Linked DNA regions of Zea mays: region 2 is linked to region 1. The links are chromatin contacts, called in public Hi-C maps. All regions are on one chromosome and are shown on one strand. The core of a region is the stretch at or near the end of the contact, and the rest is flanking DNA. Distances in the headings are between cores, read along the strand shown.

What was found. A called contact is a pair of places that touch in the nucleus more often than the background predicts.
Region 2: a Hi-C map of endosperm shows a contact between it and region 1, with 2.4 times the contacts expected there. The contact joins the promoter of LOC103646324 here to the promoter of LOC103646317 in region 1. A contact is called at or near these places in 3 of 25 Hi-C or Micro-C datasets (ear, endosperm and tassel).

Annotation. Positions count from the first base shown.
Region 1 is chr2:39,401,404-39,407,556 of Zm-B73-REFERENCE-NAM-5.0, forward strand. It overlaps LOC103646317 (C2 and GRAM domain-containing protein At5g50170), which reads right to left and starts at 2,763. Exons shown (of 7, transcript XM_008671046.4): 1 at 2,250-2,763; 2 at 1-1,154. The coding sequence starts at 2,676. LOC103646318 (protein FAR1-RELATED SEQUENCE 6) reads right to left here. Exons shown (of 3, transcript XM_008671049.3): 2 at 4,745-6,153; 3 at 4,148-4,653. The coding sequence ends at 4,770.
Region 2 is chr2:40,118,666-40,124,140 of Zm-B73-REFERENCE-NAM-5.0, forward strand. It overlaps LOC103646324, which reads left to right and starts at 3,567. Exons shown (of 7, transcript XM_020548271.2): 1 at 3,567-3,828; 2 at 3,907-4,109; 3 at 4,250-4,691; 4 at 4,770-5,129; 5 at 5,209-5,387. The coding sequence starts at 3,627.

The DNA.
Region 1 (6,153 bases), core at 1,513-4,012:
CTGTAACCTTGCCTCTACAAAATGGGTCACCATATTCAGTAAGCGCTGCAATTGGAGGACTAGTACGCCAGCTGTGATCAGCTCTCCGAATGAGTCAGGTAGATCTAGACCACTGAACTCAAGGCCTGCTGGTCCTGACAGAAAGATGTGCACAAGAACATACAGTGCAAACAGCACCGTCGAAACGGCAGTGAAATTGCAAAAGTACCTGTAAGCGAGCCTGATATCTGACTGGCGGTGTTCTACCTGCAATGGCGCCAGCAACTGCTCTTTGCTCATCCCGACAGAACCGGCCACTTCAACAACATGCCTAGACAATACTTGAGCGAAACCCTGGAAATTTTCTCTCAGCCCGTCTCGAACACTCCCCTCGATCACGCTTCTCATCATGGTGCTCTGAAGGAAGTCTACGTTGTATGATACAGTCAGATGCGCGCCTTCTTCGCCGGTCCTGTGGACTATCTTGTAGAGCAGGACGACTGCGAAACAGTTCCCGAAGGGCACTTCGGGAGTACGGACACGAGCCGTGACCACAAAACTCTTGCCGTCTGCTCTAAGGTACGTCTGCTCCTCACTGGTCTTGACGGCTTTCATAAACTTATTAGATGCGCCTGTGGTGTATCGGCATGTCCTAGTTAAGCTAGGAGGATCCGCGCTCTTCCATGTCCACGGCTGCTCCTCGTAGTCCATGGTACCTTGAAGCTCGCGCACGTCTTTGAAGAACTGAGAGTCAGGTCTGAACAGAAGATGGTTCAGCTCTTTCGACCCCACAAGATAAGCGTGCTCAAATATGATGCCGCCGTCGAGATCTTGTGGCAATTCTGGTGTGCTTCTTCTAGATTTCATGATCTCCATAGCTTCTTCGAAGAAGCTAGCAGCAGCATCTGGGACCATACGTTCGGTGTCACTCGCACCGTTTGCTGTTGCCGTAGTGCTAGTCTCCGCTAGGTCATCAACTTCAGTAATTGAATTGCAATCTTCTTGTGTGAAATGCTCAGAGTTATCTGTGTCATGGCTCCTGGGAGAATCAACCACCCCACCATTGTTACAACTTGAATGTTCCATGTCAAGTGATCTCTCCACTTCGGCATCGGTGTGGACGACAGAGTTGACGTTGTTTTCTCCGTAGAGTGAAAAGCTGAGGAGAATTTTCCCTGTTTGAAAGCGATAAGAATAAGATCGTTACGGATAGACCATTCGTGTGAAGTAATGGAAAGTGCAATCATCATACAATCTATGACGCTGGAAAGTATGCCCAGTGTAACCATGAATAATAAGCAATCCTTTACTGAAGAAAGAAATACAATAGCATATACTGAACATCTGAAACCTGAAGACGTCTTGAATTGGATGAGACCTACAAAACTGGATCATATATACGGTTCAGGTACATACTAATCTTCTAATGGAACTAGGGTGCTGTTTATTTCATATTTGTAAATAACTGATAATATTAAATCATATTTGTTTAAGTCCAACCGTAACAGAAAGTGATACCGGCATATTCATATTCAAACTCATTGCCGTTGATTGAATTGCCTAAAGCGTACCATCACCCGTCACTAGCATTTCTATCCCAAGTAAAAAGTGGTCAATCCTAGATTTATGTGCATGCTTTGAACATATTAAATCTGAACCTTTCATCCAACATTTAACGACTGTCGACTAGACGGGCGGGGAGTTTTTCTATAAATATATAGAAAAGAGGTTTTTTTTTCCATAAAATAGGCCAATTTAACGTTGGACGAATAGTCCAGATTTTATTTGTACATTTGGCCAGGGGAGAGGCCGACCAAGAGACACTAATTTAATTTAGTGACAATGAGCTCTAAATTTTAGACTATAAGATTTAAGAATTGGATCGGATTAGAATCGGACTATATTTCTATTTATTTTTTAAACTAAATTTATATAGGGTCCTGTAATTTTGTGAAGAAGCATTTGGATCACGATCCATTGCCACCCCTAGCCACAACACTAGGATCAGCGTTCTATCAGATTAGAACCTGACGTTCCGTACTAAGCATCACGGTAACTAATAATTATCAGACGTATCACGTATGCGACCGACTTCGTAGTCCGTACTCCGCAATCCGACTATCAGAGTACTTGCCAATGACAAACGGTTACTGAAGTTTAGACGCCTGAAAAGCGGCAAGCGGCAGGAACTGGCAAAGACGCATAAGCACAGCACGGCAGAAACGTCAAGCGTATGTATCATGCTCGCGAAAGCAAACTTGTGCACGCACCGCAATCCGCCGCGGCTTCGTCGCCACCGTCGACGCCGACAACGCCCTTCCGCCGTCGCTGCAGCTGCAGCGTGAACCACGTCGGCGGCACGGACCGCCTCTCCCCCGGGGCACCAGCAGCAGCGGTGGCGGCCGGCACGGGCAGCCTGACCGTGCCCACCACCTCCCTCCCTCTCGCTCCCCGCCGCGCCACGGCGACCTCGAGCTCCTCGCCCCCAGCAGCTCCGTCCGACCCCACCGCGAACACGAACTCCTCGTTCCACGCCGCCGCCACTGCCGCGCCGCCCAGATCCGACGCCTCCACCGCCCGCGTCCGGAACCGCTGCTTCCCCACCGTCACCTTCGCGTAGAACAGCACGACGCCGCCGCGGCGCTGACGCGGCGCCGGTAGCCCGCGCGCCTCGAGCACGTACACGTAGAGCCGCATGGCGGTCGATCGCGGTAGCTAGCTATGAGGAGGGACCTTGGCTCGGAATTTAACTATTTAAGTAGTAGGGACCTTGGCGGGCGGGCTGGGAAGCGTGGTTGTAGACTTGTACTAGTAGTTTGGAGGTGGGGGCTGGGGCCCTGCCTGACGTGTGCCGATGGCGCGGGCACGCGGCGGAATGAGCAGCGCGACACGCGGCGCTGGGACGATGAGGCGGCGCGGTTTCCGGTTTGGGCTCGGCGTTAACGTCTTGAGTCTTGACTGACTGACTGAGAAAGTGGGGGAAAGAAAGCTGAAAGCTCCGAAGCTCTTTGGAAGTGTTTGGTTTTTTGAATAATTTTTATTTTCTCTATTCTATTCATTTTAGTCCTTAAATTATTAAATATAAAAATTAAAACTATATTTTAGTTTCTATATTTAACATTTTAAAGATTAAAATAAAATAAAATAAAATAACTAAAAATTAGTTCCTAGACTAAACCCAACACCCCCACAGTTGTCACGGCGAGCCGCGAGCGATGCGAAGGCGTTGCGTTCGCGGCGCGGCTTTGAATTCTTCGGGCCTTCCAGATGTCAGATGACCGTCCGTGCCTGCTCGTCGTGGTGTCACTCGTGTAGCACATGCGCCGGTCTCGTCTCTCCAGAAGTAGAAGCGGATAAAGGCAAGACAAAACCACCATGAACGCATGGCTTGCCAACAGCAATTTTTCTAAGGCTTCTTCGAGGAGCGCCAAGCAGCGGTTTGCCCATCTTCACCGGCGCTCTAAAACAAACATTACTCGATCGTAGCTACATGGCAATAATTTCAAAGCATTTACTTTGTATGCGGAGTCAAAATATTTACAATGGACGTGTTTGCCGCCATGACCCAGTAGCCTGGCTGCACTCCCAGGCTGCAGTTTCTGTGTTTGCGTCGTCTGGATTGTTCGGGAGCCAGACTATGCACGTGCAAATTGAGTCTCTCAGCCTGGCTCCACAGAAACGAGCTCAAGGTCCGTTTCCTGGGAGCCTGGCTGCTCGTGGCGCAAAGATTCCGCGTTTAGGTAGTTTTGGTCTTCTAGCCTGGCTGCATATTGGGTGACAAACATCAGCTCATCTGAGTCAGACTCATATGGTACAAGTGCGCAAACAAAGTGAGTTGCAGTAGCCGGGAGTGGCTAGCCTCAGCCTGGACCAGTTGAACGGGCCGAGCTGGCCAAGGACAGGGTCACAAACACGCCCAATAAGACCGCGCTCAGCAGAGCTGTAAACTGCGCTGTTTATATAATATAAAATCTGGGTCACAAACACGCCCAATAAGACCGCGCTCAGCAGAGCTGTAAACTGCGCTGTTTATATAATATAAAATCTGCTAGAGATAGGCTAAGTACTCCTCTAATAATATCTTCATTGGACATAGGGTATTGAGAGACATCCTCTCAAGTCCCAAGACGATAGACAAACATTGCCAAATGGAAAGAGTATAGTCCAATAAACTCAAATGACGGCAAATGCTTGTAAATCAGAATTTCTTAATAAGATCCAGATCCTTCCCCATAAATGCAATCCATAATCAGAAACAGATCTTTACATTCATAAGCTGGACTACATGTTAGATTACTTCCGGCACTGAGGACGATAATGTACACTACAGGCAATCTAATCTAGTAATCTACAGTAATCAAGATCAGTGTGCTGAGCCCAAAATGCATCTCTCCTTAGACTGAACTGCGTCAGCCACAGCAGAGCATCTAGCTGAAGCAGTGAAGCCAACACCCCAGGAATATGCAGACTGCAGTAGGTAGTCTCATAGGTAGCAGTAGCACAGCCAGCAGAAGAGATTTTTCTCGAAAGACCAACCCGCGCAGAAGAGATTTTTCTCGAAAGACCAACCCGCGCAGAAGAGATAAATCGATAGCTCACTCTCATGTCGAGGCCTGATGCGTAGTGTGAGATCAAACTCATTTTCTACTTCGCCGATCTGATCTTGTTTTAGATCTGGAAAACATCTAAGTGTAAAAACAACAAATTTCAGGAAACATTAATCTTAACGAAATACAATTGGAGCAATATGCAAAACGCAGCTTACTCATCATTTCATCAGCATCAGAAGATCAATTATTCCCCTTTCTTTTCTTTCGCTTCTTTGAGGTGTTGGAGACAACATTGGTTGCTGGTGCAGCAGGTGGTGCTACAGGAGCTACCGCTGGTGGGACTGCAGGGGGGAAGGGTGGGAACACCAAGGGATGCGGGTGCATTGGTACTAAAAACATTCCTCCGGCCACAGCTGCTGAAGGTGGCGCCATAGCCATCATTGTTGGGGCTGCCGCCATTGGAGGAGATGACACCACTGTGACCGAAGCCACTGCTTCAGTCGGAGTCGAAACTGATGTTGTATTGCCAACTTCTTGTGTGGATGGCTTCGAAAACTTCGCCCCTTTTTTACCAGCAGAAACTGGACCCTCTCCAGGCCTCTTCTCTTTTCGAGACTCCTCAAACTTGCGCACTTTCTCTTTAGCTTCTTTCATCACAGAAAGGACGTATTCCATCGCATCAGGGTCAGTAGCTCCCATTTCCACAATGTCAGCAAAGTACTGGTGTCCATGCTTGTAGAGATTGTCCACTTGATCTTCCCGAATGTTTTCTGGTTTTGAGCCCTTCCCTGTATCTTTAGCAGCTTTCTGTGAAATGGGGGTTTCCTTAGGTTCCTCAGGGCATTTGTAGTCCTTTCGCCATCGATCAAGAATATATTTGGGAGGTATTAGCATCACAAGCTCTTGCTTCAAGACAGCAAGAGCATGGCTACATAAAATACCTTTAAACTGGAATGACCTGCAGATGCACCACACTTCTTTCTCAGCACTGTTATACATCACTCTGTAGTCAAACTTCCTCTCCTTTCCAATTACTGTCACCGTGTATGTCACTATTGAACCATTCCTACTGACTTCAGTGCAATTCACATTCATCAGCTGCTTCAACTGATCCTGGAATTTCTGGAACATATTTATTGTATAAACATTTGCAAATTGCTCCTCAAACAGAAGACCAGACAGGACTTGTGGCCTTTGTTGAAATGAACGGAAATCATCATAGGCTTCTCGATCAGACCTGAGCTTCATAGCAGTATCGAATTGTTCAATGAACGTCTTTATTGTGGTTTCTGGTGTAATATATCCATCAAAAAAGGCCTCCAATCGTTCACTACGGCGAACAGTGGAGATACCAGCCCAAAAAGTATCCTTTACATATGCTGGTACCCATTTTGCCCTCTCTTCAAACAAGGTTGTAAGCCACTGGTTATCATGGAGATTATATTGGTTGATCATTTCAGCCCACTCCCTCTCAAAATCAGCTGATGTAATTGTATCATAGACTACTTTTTTCATTCTCAGACTGACTGCTTCTTTATCCTCAACTCTTCCAGACATTTCAGGAAGTTCTTTCATTATATGCCAAAGGTTGTATCTGTGCCGAGTATTTGGAAATACTTCACTG
Region 2 (5,475 bases), core at 2,317-4,816, 720 kb after region 1:
TGCGTACCAAGAGCTAGCTAACCCAACAAAATTTGAAGTAGAACAGAGCAGGACTACTACGAAGACCCTTTATGTAGAGCACGGTGCCGCACCGATATGATCAGGACCGACCAAAGTACAAGAGTCCTGGGAGTGGCTTCCGTTCCGACTACCTGGACGGACAACTTGAAGCTCCCCCTCTCGTGGTTATCTAGGCTGGCCTCGGCTCAGTTTAATAAAGAGCTGAGCTCAGAGCAACTTCAATAATCTAGATAAAATGTTTAGATTCGGAAAAAAAAGCCCCGCTTCAAAACGCATCCAACACATTCGCTGTCTGCTTTTCTTTTTCATCTTGATCGGTATCTCCTTCTCCTCTTAGAGTTTATCTATATTTTTGACTAAAACATTATTTTAGACTGCGTTGTTTCTATAGTAAAATTTAAATATAGATATATAGATATGTAAGCTACTAGAGATAACCTTATATTAGATATATTTGCCGAGACGTACGAACTCGTTATCACCCTTCATCGCACTCTCCAGCCCTCCTGCGTGCATGGAACAGCGGAAAGGAAGAGAAGAAATCAGACTATTGGTTAAGCTACCTTTTATTTAGCTATCTATTTCAAATAGCCTTATACAAAACTCTATTAATTTAGCTATAATTATACATAGCTCGCTAGCTATAACAAGCCAGCCCACAAGCCAAATGAGATATACTTATAGTGTCTCCAACAGACCGTGTATATGATCATACAAAACATTGTTTTGCGCTGTAAACTGTACTGTTGATAGAATAAAGTTTGAAATAGTGAACGAGATGGGAGATGAGATGTCAGAGTGGCTCTAAATGTGGCTCTATGTTAAAAATAGGGCTCAAAAGTCAAACCATAAAACATGCACACCCTATTTTATAAGATTCCACCAAACGATTATAAAGCTCGGTCTCTCGGGTCCTAAGGCAGAACAACGCAAACACATAGCACTACCTCGCTAGCTGAAGGAGTACGAGCGACCGAGCGAGCTATATCAAAAGGGGTCGAACTTATTTTCAACTTATATCTTTCTCGACTTTTTTATTAAGACTATTATATAGGTCGTGCTAACGCTACGATTCCGAGAACATGATGAGTCGATGGTAGCGCGGTGGTGCGATGGGAGGGGGTTAGCGGTGGCGCAAGTGAGAGGGAGGGGCGGCAGGGACACAGGGAGGGGGATAAGGAGGTTGGAGCGGCTGGGTCGCACAGAGGGAGATAGGGACGGGTGAGGAATGATCTAAATAATATTGTTTATTGTATTTGAATAAGGGGAGAAGATTATCCAGTGATCTAAATCTGAGTACAATTTATTTGGTGGATTTAATGGATGTTATGAGTGTGAGGGTGATTTGGTTAGGTAAGTTTTATAAAGTTTAAACTGGTGAATTATATAGTAACAATGATATAAATAAAGTGTAATATTTGTTTTTATCAATTTAATATATGATAAAATAATATGTTGATTTGATATTAAATTTATTTTTTATGAGTTTGGGATACCCTTGTCTGCCGTAGCAAACCTCGTACATTGTACTAGTAGTTTATATTAAACGTCGATTGCCAATCGTGTCTAACACCCTAGTGTTTTCTGTCTCCAGATTTTAAATTTCTTACTCATAATCTGTAAGGAGGCGGTGCAATTTGATCAAAAAATACTATAGTAGTGCTAGTTTTCATCAGTATTAGCCTGCTGCCCTCTGTGAATGATGAGATCCGTCCCACCACCGGACTCAGAAACGAAGGAGCCGGTGTCCAGCAACTCAATCACAGTCGAGGGAGGAGGAGGAAGTGCTGTTCAACACCCGCATATGGAGAGGGAGAGCACGGACAGGGACAGTGCCGACCTGCTCGCCCCGAACGATGAGCGGCCGCGGATGGGGCAATCGCTGATTCGCCGGCGAGATCAAGTGCGCCGGACGGGGGAGCGGACGAGGAGGTGAGCGATCTGGCGCGGGCGTTGACCGCGGTGGCAGGCGCCCCTCACGGGCTGCGCCTGCGCGAGGGCGAAGCGGAACGCCCCCGTGCGCTAGTACAGTGCGCCACCCAAACCCTCTCACTCTCACCCACTGTCATTTACCCACCCGTTGCTGAGAAAACAACCACCTTCCCGGCGGAGGCCACAACCTTGCACCGCCCGGTAACTTCCGTGGGGGGCGAGGGCTTCACCACGAATATGCCCGCCCGTCCCCTTGGCCGTAACTCCGCGACCGCGAGGTCGCTATCGCCTCCGGGTCACGGCGCGACCCGCGTCCCCTTGTCGCGACGCCCTTGGCGCCGCGGGAGAATCTGGGCGTGCTTAAATACTCCGCCCTGAGGTCACCCCGCCATGCCACCACCCGGAGGGACAACTTGGACCCGGACGACTCCCTTTCCCTAACCGGGTCTTGCCATTTGGCGCCAACCGCCCGCGCTTCCTCGCCACCCGGGGTGCTGGGTGCACCCGCCGCCTGGAGCCCGGAGGAGAGGTACGGCTCAGTCCCCGCTCTTCCGCTCTGGACGAGACACACGACCCTGCTCCATCCTCTTTGCTATATTTGCTTTAGCAATATAGCATTGTGCTTCCTCCGTGAGCCTGTCTGGATGCTTGCTCGCTTTTGCTCTGGCACCTGGGGATGCGATCGCAGGTGCCTTTTATCACATGGCTTCTAGGAGTATTCTTAATTTTGCCCAGTAAGTATTTCATCTCATTTTTAAGACTTATTCTGGGTTTATTTAATTTTTACAATATTTTTATCATCTGGGATCGAGACTGTACTTGGCTCGTCGTTGCAAATATTCGATCCCATAGTAATGTGATATGCAAATGCTGTACAACAGTACATGGCATTTGTGACACCTTGTTCAGTTCTTTCCTGTTATTCCTCCCTGGCGGTCTGTTTGGCTAGTAAAATATCGTTGAATCGAATCTGAGTAAAGCTATTTCTTGATGGAGGTGTCTGAATAGAGATGAGCGTGGAATATTTAGTCAGAACAACACCATGGTTAGGTTCATATTTGGTATGGCTACACGTGTCAAATAAGTACGCCGAGTTCAATTCCATTTTATGTCTTCTTCTACAATGCCGAGCCACCTTGAAAAGCCCTAGACTAATTGCGCCACATTGATATGAGCTAGTACATTATGGAGCTTGATGTTATTTTTTATAGTACAATTTGCTGACCTATATGATATATCTGCCTGTTACTTTGGCTTCATGGTCTGCATGCAGTATATGGCCAAATAGGTTTCTCATCTTGCTATTCATCATGTCATATTAAAGTGACACCACAACCACTTCGCAAAAAAATATCTAGTAATTACATGTTAGCCAACAGGCTAATGCTCTAATCATTAACATTTCTATTTTCTAATTAGTATCATTTCATATGAGGAAGCAAAACTACAACCTCCTAGTGGCTACTTGATATGTTAATTACGATAGTAGCTGACATATCCTTAAGTTGTAGTTTGGAAAAAAAATAATTAGTTAAGAGCATGGCAAGTTAGGTTCTCCAAATTTCCTTGGTTCACTTGTGGATGCCACAAAAATGAATGTCCAAAGGTGCTAACAGAGCTTTTTCTTCATATAAATTCAGCAGGTGATTATCCAGATCGGCAATAGATCAAATATGGATCCAGGAAAATCAATAGATGATAAATTCAGCAAGTTGCATCCAAGTTTTCCAGTAGACACCAGAATTGGCATAGTTGGAGCAGGGCCAAGCGGCTTATCAGCAGCATATGCACTAGCTAAGCTAGGGTATCACAATGTAACCGTGTTTGAGAGATGTCATAATGTTTCAGGGATGTGCGAGTCCATTGATATCGAGGGTGAGGAACTTGACTAATGCACTCTTGTTCAATTGTTTTGACATCTGTGTATTTATTATCATTGACATTGTTATTCAGGAAGGACATATGATCTGGGAGGACAAGTTATAGCAGCAAACAGTGCCCCTGTTATAACTCATCTGGCAAAGGAACTAGGTTCTGAATTTGAAGACATGGATACACACAAGCTTGCTCTTATTGACAGCCAAACAGGAAACATTCGAGATCTTGAAGTTGCTGAGGACTATGTATCCATGGTTTCTCTAACGCTAAAATTACAGGCAAGTTTTTTCTAGAATAATTTGGACTACTTATAAAGTGATCAAAAGGAATACGATTTTCAGTAATAATAACTAATGGTTTGGTCTACTTCGCACTTCTTTCTGTTGCTTACATGTATGTTCTTTGGTACTTCTTATAGGATGAGGCAAATAGGTCTGGAGGAGTGGGAATTCATGCAGTCAGTGGATTGGCCTCAGATCCAACTCTTGACTTTTTGATGCAACATGGAATAAGTTCAATGCCAAAATCTGTAGTATATGGTTACACTGCTTCTGGCTATGGTTTTGTTCAAGACATGCCCTATGCTTTCATACATGAGTTTACTAGAACCTCTATGGCTGGCAAGATCCGACGTTTCAAGCATGGTTACATGAGTCTGTGGGATAAACTTAGTCAGTCATTACCATTTGAAGTTCTTTGTGGCACGGAGGTTCTCAGAGTCAAGCGTAACAACTGTGTCGCAAGTGTAATTATCAAGAACAACAATGATGATGTAGAAGTTAGGGAGTTTGACAAAATTATATTGTCAGGGGCTCTTCCTTTCAAAAATGGGAAAACATATCGTTCTTTAAGTATGACTGGTAAGTATGATTTAAATTCACCTTTTGTTTGATTGAAGCTGGTACTCCAGCCATCTGAATATATATGCTATTTATCAGATGGAGAAAATGAAGTGGTAGAACTGAATGATCTTGAAAGAGAGCTATTCAGTAAGGTACAGACAATTGACTACTATACTACTGTTGTTAAGATTGAAGGATTTGAGCACATACCAAAGGGCTTTTTCTACTTCGGGGAATACATGGAGGATCCAACAACAGTAGGACATCCAGTGGCAATGCAAAGATTCTTTGCTGACACAAATATTTTCTTGTTCTGGTCTTATGGAAATTCAGCGGACATCAAGGAGTCATATGTGGCTAAATGTGTAACCAATGTTGTGACATCTATGGGAGGAACTGTCCAGAGAGTGCTTTTACAGCGACGATTTAAATATTTCCCTCATGTCAGCAGTGAAGGTATAGGTTGGCAGGGTTGCCTCTGATTATCAAGTAATTCAATTATGCATTCCAACAATAATGATTCTCTGCATTGCAGACATGAAAAATGGATTCTACGAGAAGGTGGAGTCTCAGCTGCAAGGTTTTCAGAACACTTACTTTGTTGGAGGCCTGCTAGCGTTTGAGCTAACTGAAAGAAATGCATTTTACTCCATTTCATCTGTTTGTAAACACTTTGCCATTGCCAGTGAGCTACCAAAGGTTCCTTATGTTAAGGTGAGCCACGAAATACTGTCCTGACTCCTGATATACTTCAAGTATTATTTGAACTTATATTACCCAAAGGAATTATGCTTATGTTTGT